Linked DNA regions of Triticum aestivum: region 1 is linked to region 2. The links are chromatin contacts, called in public Hi-C maps. All regions are on one chromosome and are shown on one strand. Each heading gives the region's core, a stretch centred on a gene start, on an enhancer-like site or on the middle of the called end of the contact. The rest is flanking DNA. Distances are from core to core; before and after follow the strand shown.

Region 1 (6,353 bases), core at 2,335-4,834, 180 kb before region 2:
GTTAGAAATGCCTAAGAATTAACAGTCAGAAGTCCACGACATAAGCTGCTTGCCCTGGCAGTATTGTTCCAAGTCATCAGCCAAAAATAAGATGGCATAATAGAACTAAGACACCAACAAATGTTGACTTGTTGTCATCTGTGTAGTACATTTCACACTTCAGACACCCAAGCTATCTTCAGTGTTCAGAGTTGTTGCCCTCTTCTATTCAGCAGTCTGCGCCGCCACGTCTTCATTCACCTCTGTAATAACCTTAAGAAGGTCCACTGGGGTTGCAGCAGGATCGAGCTCATGACAACCTTCCGGGGCATTGTTGCCTTCTTCACCAGTCAGCAGTCGAGAAGGAACCTGATGCGAGAATCGAAACAGCTCACCCTTTGGTATCCTCCTCACCTCCTTGGGGTCCATGTGCCTATGGAACACAGCTTTGAAGCCAGCAACCTTCAACAATGGAATGACGGTCAGCCCTTGCTCCTCAGTGAAATCATCAATAACTTCAACAATCTCGTATTTATATATCACATCATCAGGTGTAAGCTCGTTCCAATCAGGAGACCAGTCTCGGTACAAAGCCCATGTATCACCTTTCTGAGGAATAATTCTGATAATCCCACGGGGGCCTTTAGTCCAGCTGACTTTGTGCGAAAATATGTTGACTGTTTCCGTAATCTGGTACCTTCCAACCCTAAAATCGCCACATGTTTTCTGGAAACCAGAGGCAACCCAGTTTATTGGCGACAGTTCAATATTGGATTTGGAATTGAGGAAACTCATGCGGATTCTGAAAGGTCTCATTGAAAGAACTTTCTGCACCATTGCATATAGACGAGGCATTCCATCCTCACTGTCATATGTAGCCCATACTTGGTCACTATAAAAAGCTCTCTCTGTGCGATCCTTATCAAAATCATGGAAGTCAGGATCTGGGACATCAATCGAAACAGGCACACGCTTCTGTTCTGGATTCTTTTCATCAGTTGCAGTTGCAGGTATGTGGGTGTCGACACTTATTGAACTGCATAGCTTGAGTCCTTTGCCAGGCTTGCCAGAGAGGACCCCATTTGCCTTTATGTTGTTGTCACTAGGATATACCTTTCCTTCTGACTTCCTTTTCTCTGCAAACCGTGAACATGCTGCCATGCTCAGCTCTTGCAATTTTCCCCGGACGGCTTCTTTGGCTTTCTCAACAAGTAGACCCCGTGTATCAATCTGGGAGATCTCTCTCAAAACATTAGCTCTCCTTACACTCACTGCAGATCTCATCTTTTCCACTGAAGTGCCATTAACCCGCCCCACATCAGTGAAAGCATTTGTCTCTGTGCTTACAACCACTGTTTCTTTGTTATCTCCAGCATAATCCACAGTAGTATAATCATTACTATGCCTTCTCCGCTTTGCAAACCGGCCACGCCTTGAAGTAGTTCTCTCAGGGTCACATGTGTTTCCACTTTCAGGGTAGTTGTAGCTGTAGCTCTCTTCATTTCTTCTAGGTTTCTCGGAAGCCTGGGTACTGTACGCATTTGTGTCAGCTGCAGGCGCTGTCTTGGAGTACTGATTCCACTGAAAGCTTTGACTGTTGTAGGAATCGTAAGTACTATCTTGCTGATACCCCACATGCCCTGTCCCCGGAATGCTAGAAGTCCTGCTTGTTGAGCCATATGAATGTTTGGTGGAACTGTGGTTCTGTGGCTGCTGCTTGGTTGACCAGGAGAAAGATGAACTGCTTCCGTTGCAAGGAAATCCAGTCTCTACCGCCATGAACGCATGATGGCAGTTTGGGCACAGAAGGTTATGATTAAGATACATTCTTAAGTACTCATACTGCATACGGCAGCGATTGCAAGATGTCCAGAAAGTATCAACACCAGCAGGACGAGCAGTAGCCTCAGCAGCAGCCGCCGCAGCAGCCGCAGCGGCGGCGGCAGCAGCAGCATTCTTTCGAGCTCTCTTGGTCGCCTTCTTGTCATACGTATACATGCCATTGGTTACGTTGACAACAGAATGATCTGACCTCTTCTGATCATAAATTGTCTTCCGACTAGTATCAGACAACACACTCCAAGCCTCAGAGATCAGTTTAAAGGCCTCCTCAGCACCGACTGACTTGTTCTTATCAGGGTGCAGCTGGAGAGCTAGCTTCCTGTACTGCTTCTTCACATCCTCTTCATCTGCAAAGGCGGGCAGGGACAAGATCCGGTACCAGTCACTCTCTCCATCAATCTTGGACTCCGCTGCAAGATGAACTTCAAGAGTCGACGCCATCTGGGATATGCCCTCAAGTGATGGGCAGAGATTCTGGGCCTTGACCGCGTACTTGCGTGCGCCCCTGAGGTCGCGCGCATGAAACTTGCTCTCTGCAGTATTTCGTGCTTTCAAAGCTTCATCCATATTGTACTCCACACTCATCTCCACCTTGGAATTAGATCAACAGACAGCTGGACTTGAGCAAGAATGAAGAAGCCCAGGACCAAAGAAATGAACAAGAGTTCACTGCACAGTACTGTTGATCTTAACCTTGAGAGCTATGAGAACTCCATTGATCTGCAGCAAAGTAGGGCAAATGATAAGAATATTGAGGAACAAAATACAGAGCACACTCGATGGAACCGCAAACAACATAGCACAGCATCGACAGCAAAGTGAAACCTGAGAAAACATGTAAACCAAACAGTGAAGTAGACGGACACTGTGAATTTCGGCACTATCAGCCGGAAACGATCTATTAATTTCTAATAACTTGGCAGGACTGGAAAACAATCTGGAAGCGAAATCTATCTCGTCATCATTTAATTTCAGCTCCGCCAAATTTATTTGGCAGTACAACAAATCTACTCCACTAGAATGGACTACGCGCCACTGAGATTTGCTTCAGCGAATCGGAACTTGAAAGCTTAGCAGATCAGCGACCAGAGCTACACCGACTCGCCCAAAAAGGCAATTAATCTTGGGTAGCAAGAGACAGTGCGAGAAAGATCCAACCCAGCTTCCTCCACAAAACTAGAGAATCTGGAGCCGCGGCTCCCCCGGAACAGCGCCAAAACCCAAGCGAAATGAACACATCCAAGTGCCAGGAAGCGTCCAAATCAGCTGAAGAACAGCCCAAAACCCCATCAGGAATCCGGCCGAGAGGACCACCGATCCGCGCGATCCGCGTCCCCGGCGCACCGACCCAGCAGCGGCGCTGACCCCGGGTGCTCAAAATCTAGAGCCCCAAGAACCCTAGGCCGCCAGATCTGCCGCGACAGGCCACGGCCGGCGGCGAAAAGCACCTGAATCGAGAGCCAAGGAGGAGAGGAGGCGGGGGAGGACGTACCCATGCGGATCGGCTGGAGCAGGCGCAGGAATCGGGGCGGATTGGAGGCCACGAGCTCCCCCGAATTGCGAATCCCTCGGCCCCGGATTTAATTTCGGGGGGAGGAGGAAGGAGCTCTAAAAAAATGAAGCTTTTTAGCTCAAGACTTTTAGTCAAAGCCCCAAAAATCGTAATACCAAATGAGAGGGGTAGCAGCAGAGCAGCAGTAGTAGTAGAAAAGGAGAGAGTGTAGGTCAGGCCGTGTGCCTGTGTGTCCTGTAAAAATAGAGATAGATTATTATTCCACTTTGTTTTTTGTTTGCCTTTAAAAGTTTCAAACTTTGCCCTCATTTGGTGCCCCAAATTAGATCCTCTCACAGTCCAGGCCCAAACCCCAGGTCAGGTGTCAACCCAGGGGCTTTCTCGCCATTTCCGGCTCAGATACAAAACATACTGGAGTACTACTAGTATTTCTTTATCTTTAGGGGGGGAAAGCTGAGTTGATTATGTGCTTTAATTCTGGTTTTAATATTATTAATTGCCGTTTTAAGCTGTAGATTTGACGTTAATACAGGGCGGAAGCACATGGGGAAGTGTCCTAAATATCACCAGGTGGGCCCACTCGTCATAGTACTGGAGTGTATACATGGGCAGGTACGTATACGCATATATAAGGTGAGAAACCTTTATTAGGGAGGGGCTATTTCTGTAAAACCACAGCGGTGGGTACAGTAGGAGCGTAACCCTAGTGCTGTGTTGTTAGATCAATCAGATGTGACTAGGGTTGTTTCAGGTATTTCCTACTACTCCCTAGCAAGGATTATGCCTAGGGTTAAGTTAAAATCACAACCACCAGCCACAAAAAGCTTTGCTCTCCTCTCCTCTCCTCTCCAGTCCAGTGAACCCTAATATATATATTTTTTCCTGAGAAGAGATACCTTGTGTGCAGACTGAGAACCTTTTCTCCCCCCCCCCCCCCATGTGGGCCCCACTCTCCCTGTTACCCTTTAAGTACACACACACACACACCCTCTCTACATCATCACCTCACCAGCAATTTGTACTGGTATCTCAGAGGAAATAATAAAAGTAGGCATACGACAATAGCAGCACAAGAACTAGCAAAATATCTAGCACTGCTGACACACCTGCTACTTATATTCTGTTATTGCAACAAAAAAATCCAAGGATGCTGCTGGTAATACATCATGGCACAGCCCTAGGTTCAAATTTGCCTCATTTGAGCATGCAAAGAAAAAGTAGACAAGAAGAGGGAGTCTGCATTCAGCTCTGAGCTGCATCCAGTTTCAGAATGCCTCTTGTGTGATCTTGAACCATGCCACTCTGTGCTCTTGTTGATAAGCCTGGAGATCCCAGCTGTTCAGATTTCAGTGTGTAGTAGGTTAACATTGATTACAGATTGAGCTACTGTAGAAAAGTGTCTTCACAAGGAAAATGTGGCAGCTGACTTGTGTGAGAACTGAGCCGAGCAGATTGTGTTTCTGTCACTTTGTTCAAGAACTGATAGTTGTTTGGCAGTAGCGCCTAGGAGCTGAATCTTCAGGTGATAGGATCAGCTAACATACATGTTGCCAGTCACCAAAGGAAGATCACTTGGATAATAATGTGTCATGTTCACAAGCCTAAACAACAAAGTCTGTAGGAGTTTTGCTGCCAGACCAAAGTAGGAGCGTCCATGATGGGCAGCACAGATAGATAGATAGATAGATAGATGGCCAGATCTGCAAGTAGCTTGAAGTTAGGTAGTTGATGTGTTCAGTTTCAGGATGGAACTAAGATCACAGTCAAGGAGCATACCTGGCACATAAATAGCACGGAAACTCCAGCGACAAAAAGTGGAGGTGCTCCACTCCACAATCATTTTGCAGTTTGAATTCCTGACTCTGGTCATTTGAGGGTATTATTCCATAGTATACTACTCCTTATATATATACATGAAAGAGCATGAGAACATTTACTAGTCACAAGTTTCATACACGGCAAGAAAGTCTAATAAAAATAGCCGGGCAGTTTCACAAGTTTGATGTTTCCAGCATTGGCAGAAATCATACAAGGTGTTATCATCAGAGAGGGTTCATTACAGCCAAAGTAAAGTAGCATTTGACAGATAAATACACAGTCGCATCCTCGGACAAAAAAACCCTGCAATTTACATCTGGGGACGGGTTGCTTACAGTACAAACTATAAAATGGTCTGCAACTATACAAACAAATAAACTTTAACTTCTTGTATCTTGGTTCATGTATCATATGTTTAATAATGTATGTATGGTACATGGTACAACGGGGATGGTCTATCCATGGAAAAAAAAAGTTCATCACCGGACAGATCGATAGAGGTGAGAGTAGACTCGCTTGGTCCTGTGAACAATGACAAGGCTCAAGCCAGCACCCACGACGCAAAACGCCGACATGATCAACGAGCTGACAAAGAAGCAAACAGCCCCTTCACACTTCAGTGGCCCATCTGCAAGTAAACCCATGCCCTGAAGAAACTGTGGAGACGACGACGCTGAGCTTTGACGGCGCTGTGCTTGCCTCTCAGCTTCATAGTCATAGAAGCTACTGGCAATGAGACCTGAGAAGATCAGCGACCCTGTGGGGTTTGCTACTGTGAGGAAATTATACATCGCGCCAAAGTGTTTTACGCCGAAAAGTTCAGAAACAGCAGCCGGCACAATAGCCCAGTGAGTGCCATATCCAAGCCCAACCAGGAAGGTTCCCATGTACATAGTTCCAGGCCAAGCCATTGCAAAGAGGAAATGTCCAGCAGCCATGAGTATCTGAGCCAAGGCCAATGCTATGTGCCTTGGGTATTTATGTTCCCTGATCATCAGAAGAATAGCTGGTCAATGTATGAAGAAAGCCTGGCCAAAATTTGAGATGTCTGCAGAATTATCCAAATTTGACAAACAAGTACCATGGTAGAATATTACAGTAGAAGTCAAGTAAATATGAGTCACAACTACGATAAAAACTACAGTAGTATTTCTATATTTTACTAATAATACAGGTACTGAAAAATGATAGCAATCATTTT
Region 2 (5,879 bases), core at 2,636-5,135:
ATAATTTATCACTATACAAGAGAGTGAGATCAAATCAAATAGATTTGAATACTACTTTCAAGTTCATATTAAATTGCTCATAATCAATAGGTGAGATCAAGGTGCCGCATTCGTTTGGAGGGATCGAAATTCTCACGTCAATTGAGATAAAAAGAAAAGATCACTGCTTATTTTTGCCAGGGTCAGATTTGGACGTTGAAGATTAGTTTAAGAGAAGACCTGCACCACTATTTTGTGAAACCAGATTATAACAGTGTGGATTAGTTACAAAGAAAAAAAAAATCCACTTCAGTTATTTGGTGGGAACAGATTATAATTGTGTAGATAGGAAATGTCGTAAGAATCCTATTAAAAGACCCAATTACGCAAATGGTCGTAAGAAATTTCTCTGGAATAGTGCAATGACCTTATCTAATCCATTATGAAAATGTTTAAGGCGCAGGGCAGCAGTTATCACTTATATTATATGTGTACAACCATAACTGTAAGTTTCCACTTCTATTTATTCGGTGTTTTACGTGCAATATTACAAGAGCACTCTGCAACAAGTGATTGCTCTGTGGAAGAGAACCACGGTCAGGTTTGACACTTCCTAATGATAGATTGTATAACTTAATCCTGATATGGACTCATGCTGATAAGTGTTATTGAATATTCATTTTAGTGAGATGACTGAAATGCTGCGCTGGTTAACATTTTAGCACATGATGACCAGTTCAATTTCAGCATGAGCTGATACTGTTGATTAGCCTTTTACATGTGGATATGTTAGCTCACTCAGTCAAGTTCTCTCACTATTTATTTCCCACTTCCCAGACAGATGATTTGACCAGATAATACCAGAAAAATATTCACAGGAAAGGATATCATGGCAATCTATATTTGCTCCCAAAGATAATACTCACATACCTCGGCTACTTCTCTATACTGTACCAGCACAATGTGGTCGTATGCACTGCAGAAAAGGAGAATATGTATTATAATAAATAGTACCAATCGCTCTTCTTTGCATAGAAAAATGTTTGCAATGTTTCCTAGATAGCAAATGAATAGCAAGTACTCCCTCCGCTCACTATTACAAGACGTTCACTATTTTCGTGTGTTTCTTCACTCATTTCAGTCCGTATGTAGTCCATATTGAAATATCCAAAACATCTTATATTTGTGAACGGAGCAAGTAGCACTCAGGCATCTTAGCACAATTGCAACCTAACGGTAACATAAAATTATAAATGGCATAGTTCACAATCTCAAAGAAGTCTTAAGATACTGAGATAGCTTAATGGCGAAGCTGATCTTACGGTTCCAGCATCCAGAAACATCGTCTCTGAAAATATGGATTTTGCTCTCCATGAGCATAGTAGCAACTCAGAGCATCAATATTTCCAACCTGCATTGATATGAAAATGTCATATACTCCCTCCGTCCGGAATTACTTGTCATCGAAATGGATGAAAATGAATGTATATAAAACTAAAATGCATCTAGACACATTCATATCTATGACAAGTATTTCCGGACGGAGGGAGTATAAGATTAAGTGCTAAGTGTGTTGATTAACAACTAATTCTGAAGTTCTACTTATAAACTTTTCGGTAAAATCCATTACTCCCTCCGATCCATATTAATTGTTGCTGATTTAGTACAAAGTTTCTAAAAAAAAAGGGGCAGCCCCAGTGCATGTAGCTCCCGCTTGCGCAGGGTCTGGGGAAGGGTCCGACCACTTTGGGTCTATTGTACGCAGCCTTTCCCTACATTTCTGCAAGAGGCTGTTTCCAGGACTTGAACCCGTGACCATGAGGTCACAAGGCAGCAGCTAACCATACAACATCTTCTCATTTCTAGGCATGTGTATTAGCACTGCTGTGATTGCTAAGATATCACAACATACATAGACACATGTATTGCTAAAAGAAAGGAACAAGCCCAATACACTGTTTGCAAGAACAGTAGATGTAAGACTCCTGTCACTTGCACTGTCTCTCATAAATTAAAGTTATCTCTAGAATTAAATATTCAAATTCCAAACCATAAGTAAGTTATCTGCAGAGAACACCAAATAAAGATATTTCAGCTATACAATATTCAGGTAAAAGAATGATCGCAAAAAAAATCAAGTAAAAGAATGACTAAAAAATGACATAGTTGTTTCTTGTTGCCTTGTCCCAATTCCAATGTATTGCTTGCCAGAGCAGTAAAAACTATACGGTAAAGCAGATTGGGCAAAGATATCCATTTAAGAACTATAAATGAATATGTACAAATGTCAACGCAATTCAACTAAATGGATGTGAATGATCTGAATAATTTGTGATATTTTATTTTCCAGACAACATCACACAGACTGTACAATTGTGTCGCTACTTGCAAGGATGATGCATTATTAGAAGGAACTTGCACACATAGTGACCCGACAAGTCCTGACAGACGGCAACCTCTCTTGTTGGCAAGAGTGTTGACAAGACAAAATAACTGGAATACTGTGACACTATACTGAGCTTTCTGAAGCAAACCTTCAATCGCTCGTGAGCCTCCCCGACAGTTCTTCCGTCTTTCTTCCTTCGCCATGCATAACCATCTTTCCGGAAAAACCGATTCACACGGCGATTGTAAAGGAATAATGCACCACCTAGAGAACAAATGACGCTGTTATTGTAAAATATAAGTAAAAGCAAATTTCTCAAAATTAAGGAGATGTGCTTACTGGGTGGCTTATTCGGTGGCTCGTGGGTGATCTGGAGCTGCTCATGATTCAACAGGATATAGTAGACTTCAGAAGGCTTTAACCACCTGCTCTTTGCTTCTCTGAGAAGCACGTTGATGTCGAAACCTAAGCGAGGAAGAACTGGAAGATAAGATAAAGTAGTAGTCGGTTGTGTACCAGGCCCAAAATTAAGGTAACCTTTAGTTATGCATGAGTTGAAGCAATCAATCATTCTCTCCTCGAAACAATGATGCTACATAAAGCTGGGAAGTCAAACATGATCCAATGTTTGCACAAGCACAACAATATGGTGAAGACCAGAATTACTTGAAATCCTAAGACAAGCCTAGTGCCACCCAACAAATCTTAATGAAAATAATAGTTCTGCTTCCAGAAGTTTATACTCTACATTCGATCAGAATTAAAACGGAAATATTTAAGACTTGGAACCCTAGGTCATGGAAAACAAGCTGATTAAACCATCTTGAGCAACAGTTGAACTCTTCTTTGATTAAACGGTACTGTAGCAGTTACGGCCATTGACCTTGTAATAAGAATTAAAAAATAGAGTATAACATGAAAAAATGGCCCCGGCTACTGAAAAGGATCGGCTGCAGACCAAATTTGATCATCGCCGCAATAATATTAGAAGGGCCCAAGAAAGAGCAATTCCAAGGTGAAATACACAATCTAGCGTTAAATGCCTTACACAAGAAGAAGAAGGCCTCCTTGCTACTGCATCAACCTTAACAAGCACTAGACTCCCCGGTCAAGAAGTCGAGTCCCGCCCAGGTCAACTCACAAGCCCTACCAAAGAATCAAACGGAACAAAGGATGAGAGAGCTCCACTCACTCTGGCTCATGGTCACTTGCGGAGATCCGGCCGCCTCGAAGCTCTCATGGAAGGAGGGGGTTGGACGAGAACTCCACGAAATGGAAGCCCCGACTCCAAACAAACAAGAACTGAAACAGTAAGGAAGCAAGTGGGTGAAGGCGCTGATGCTGCTTGTGCTTGGACTTGGATGGGGGGGTAGGATAGCACCAAGGGTTCTTTCCCAGAAAAGTGCAACAGCTGGGACGCAGGAGGGGAAGAGAAGTTGCTGTGACCCGAGATGGAGTGGGGATCGGCTCGGCTCCTTCCTTCCGTTCCGTGATTCAAGAATCAACGCGGAGAAGGAGACCCGCTGTTTTGTCCCCTTGTGTTGTCCACCCCAAAGTACTGGTACCGAATAAAGTGGTGCTGCATTGTACGCGCGCACGTGGAAATTCCACCGTGCAAGGCCGACACCTGCCTTCTTGAGGCTCTAGACGACTCCGGCATCCCAAACCAGTCTCAAACACTTGGGCGGACGGTCTGATTACTGACCGGTCATAAAAATTCAATTTAGATGGGCACTTCAAAAGGGGCTCAAACAGGCGAACTAACCGGTGCCTCTCATATCCAGCTCAAATATGTCGCGGATATGGGGCACCGGGCGTGCCCGGACGCGTCCGTCATGTCGGACTGATGATGAAGTCCTACGCGGAATCGCCCAGAAACCCGACGATCCGACGGACATCTCCTCATGTGGGGGGTGTGAATGCCACGTGACGCCGCTTCGGCTTGCCGTCCGAGGCCAAATTCGGCTATTTAAACCGGTTGGCGTCCCTCAACCCTAGCCCATCCACCTCCCCCTCTCCGCGCCGTCAGCCTGAGCCCATCTACCTTCTCTCTCCCGCTCTTCTCACGCTCTTTGGCTTCGCCATGGTCCGGCAGAAGATAACCACGTACGTTATGCTCACGCCAGAGCGCCAGTACTAGATCGAGGAGGAGATCCAGGCGAGGCGCACTACATGCCCCGCCGGCATCACTACCGGGCTGCCTTCGGACTCGTCAAAGCCGAAGGAGGAGGAGGATGAACAGGCGGTGGAGGAGGAGGGACAGAAGCAGCAGCCGACTCCCATGGAGGTGGCGGATCCGGAGGAGGACGAGGCGGAGCAGCCGGAGCTGGAGCTGGCGCCGGCTCCGGGTTTCAATATGGAGGACGTGGAGGCGGAGTTCGCCGTCGCCCAAGCGGCCGATATGGCGGAGTAGTAGGCCATCCTGGAGTCCATCCAGAATGAAGCCTATGTGGAGGCCAACCGACAGTTCATCCGACAGGGACGAGCGGCGACCGCCGCGCTCTTCGATGAGGTCGAAGCGGAGATGGATGCGGAGGCTGACGCGGAGGAGCCGAAGCTACGGTTGCGGCCCATGTACCTGGAGCCGGGCACGGAGATAATGGACACTAGGGTAGTTGATCTACGTAGTATGTGGATTTTATCCTGGAGATAATGGACACTAGGGTAGTTGATCTACGTACTATGTAGATTTTATCCTTTTCATGCTTTTGTATGGATTTAAGATTTCTAATATGAGGTATCTGGATGCAAATGAGAAAATTTTAGGATTGGCCGGCCACTGCCCGAGGACATGCCTGGGCGCGTCCGCGGGCGTTTCAGGGTCCGGATTTTCCTAGTCCAGTTGTAGATGCTCTTAGTTTAGACTGGTATAAGGGCATCACCAAAGCTGACTCTTAAAGTGTCAGCATACATTCGGCCGCGCTGTCCAGACCCTGGAAACCATCCAACGCCAAACTCATCCGTCCATGGAGTAGTCCGGACCATGTTTTTCCCACAAACTGGAACCAAGCGTGGGGACTATGTGGGAGTTTGGACACGAGACACATCTGACTCTTAAATCCATGGCCCACCCAAAAGGAAGGCGCATCCCACACTTTTGTAGCATCCTGCATTGTTTCTGCGCCAAAATCCCCCACTCTCTTCTTCCATCATGCCAGTCTTCACCCAATTCCCGCTCTTTTTTCCACATTCTTCTTCGCTCCCGATGTCGATGCATGGAACCGGACGAGAACCAGCCAGAGATGGAGGTGGTGGAGGTGCAGGAGGATCCGAGCATCACGCTCACCCAGAAGATCAACTCGGTGACACGACAAAATCACCGCGTCAAAGCGAAGGCCGCAAAGGAGGAAAAACTCAGGAAGTGGAAGGCCAGCGAAGGGCGTGCTGATGGAGGCCGTGACGGTGGGCGTGCTGGTCGCGGCCAAGGCTGCGGAGCCTCGATGGTGTCGCCTACCGTCCAGATGCCGCCATGGCTGGAGCATTACAAGGTTGGGTACAACTTCGCCACCAAGTA

The links. Hi-C and Micro-C count contacts between places; a contact is called where the count stands out from the background.
Region 1: a Hi-C map of leaf shows a contact between it and region 2, with 4 times the contacts expected there. The contact joins the promoter of LOC123045310 here to the promoter of LOC123045307 in region 2. A contact is called at or near these places in 3 of 5 Hi-C or Micro-C datasets (all in leaf).

The regions. Positions count from the first base shown.
Region 1 is chr2B:432,422,224-432,428,576 of IWGSC CS RefSeq v2.1, reverse strand. It overlaps LOC123045310, which reads right to left and starts at 3,584. Exons shown (of 2, transcript XM_044468314.1): 1 at 3,314-3,584; 2 at 1-2,541. The coding sequence starts at 2,406. The coding sequence ends at 205. LOC123045309 (protein NUCLEAR FUSION DEFECTIVE 4) reads right to left here. Exons shown (of 3, transcript XM_044468312.1): 3 at 5,119-6,139. The coding sequence ends at 5,632.
Region 2 is chr2B:432,246,834-432,252,712 of IWGSC CS RefSeq v2.1, reverse strand. LOC123045307 (calmodulin-binding transcription activator 4) reads right to left here and starts at 3,885. Exons shown (of 12, transcript XM_044468310.1): 1 at 3,558-3,885; 2 at 2,705-2,830; 3 at 2,514-2,629; 4 at 1,302-1,390; 5 at 910-955. The coding sequence starts at 3,567.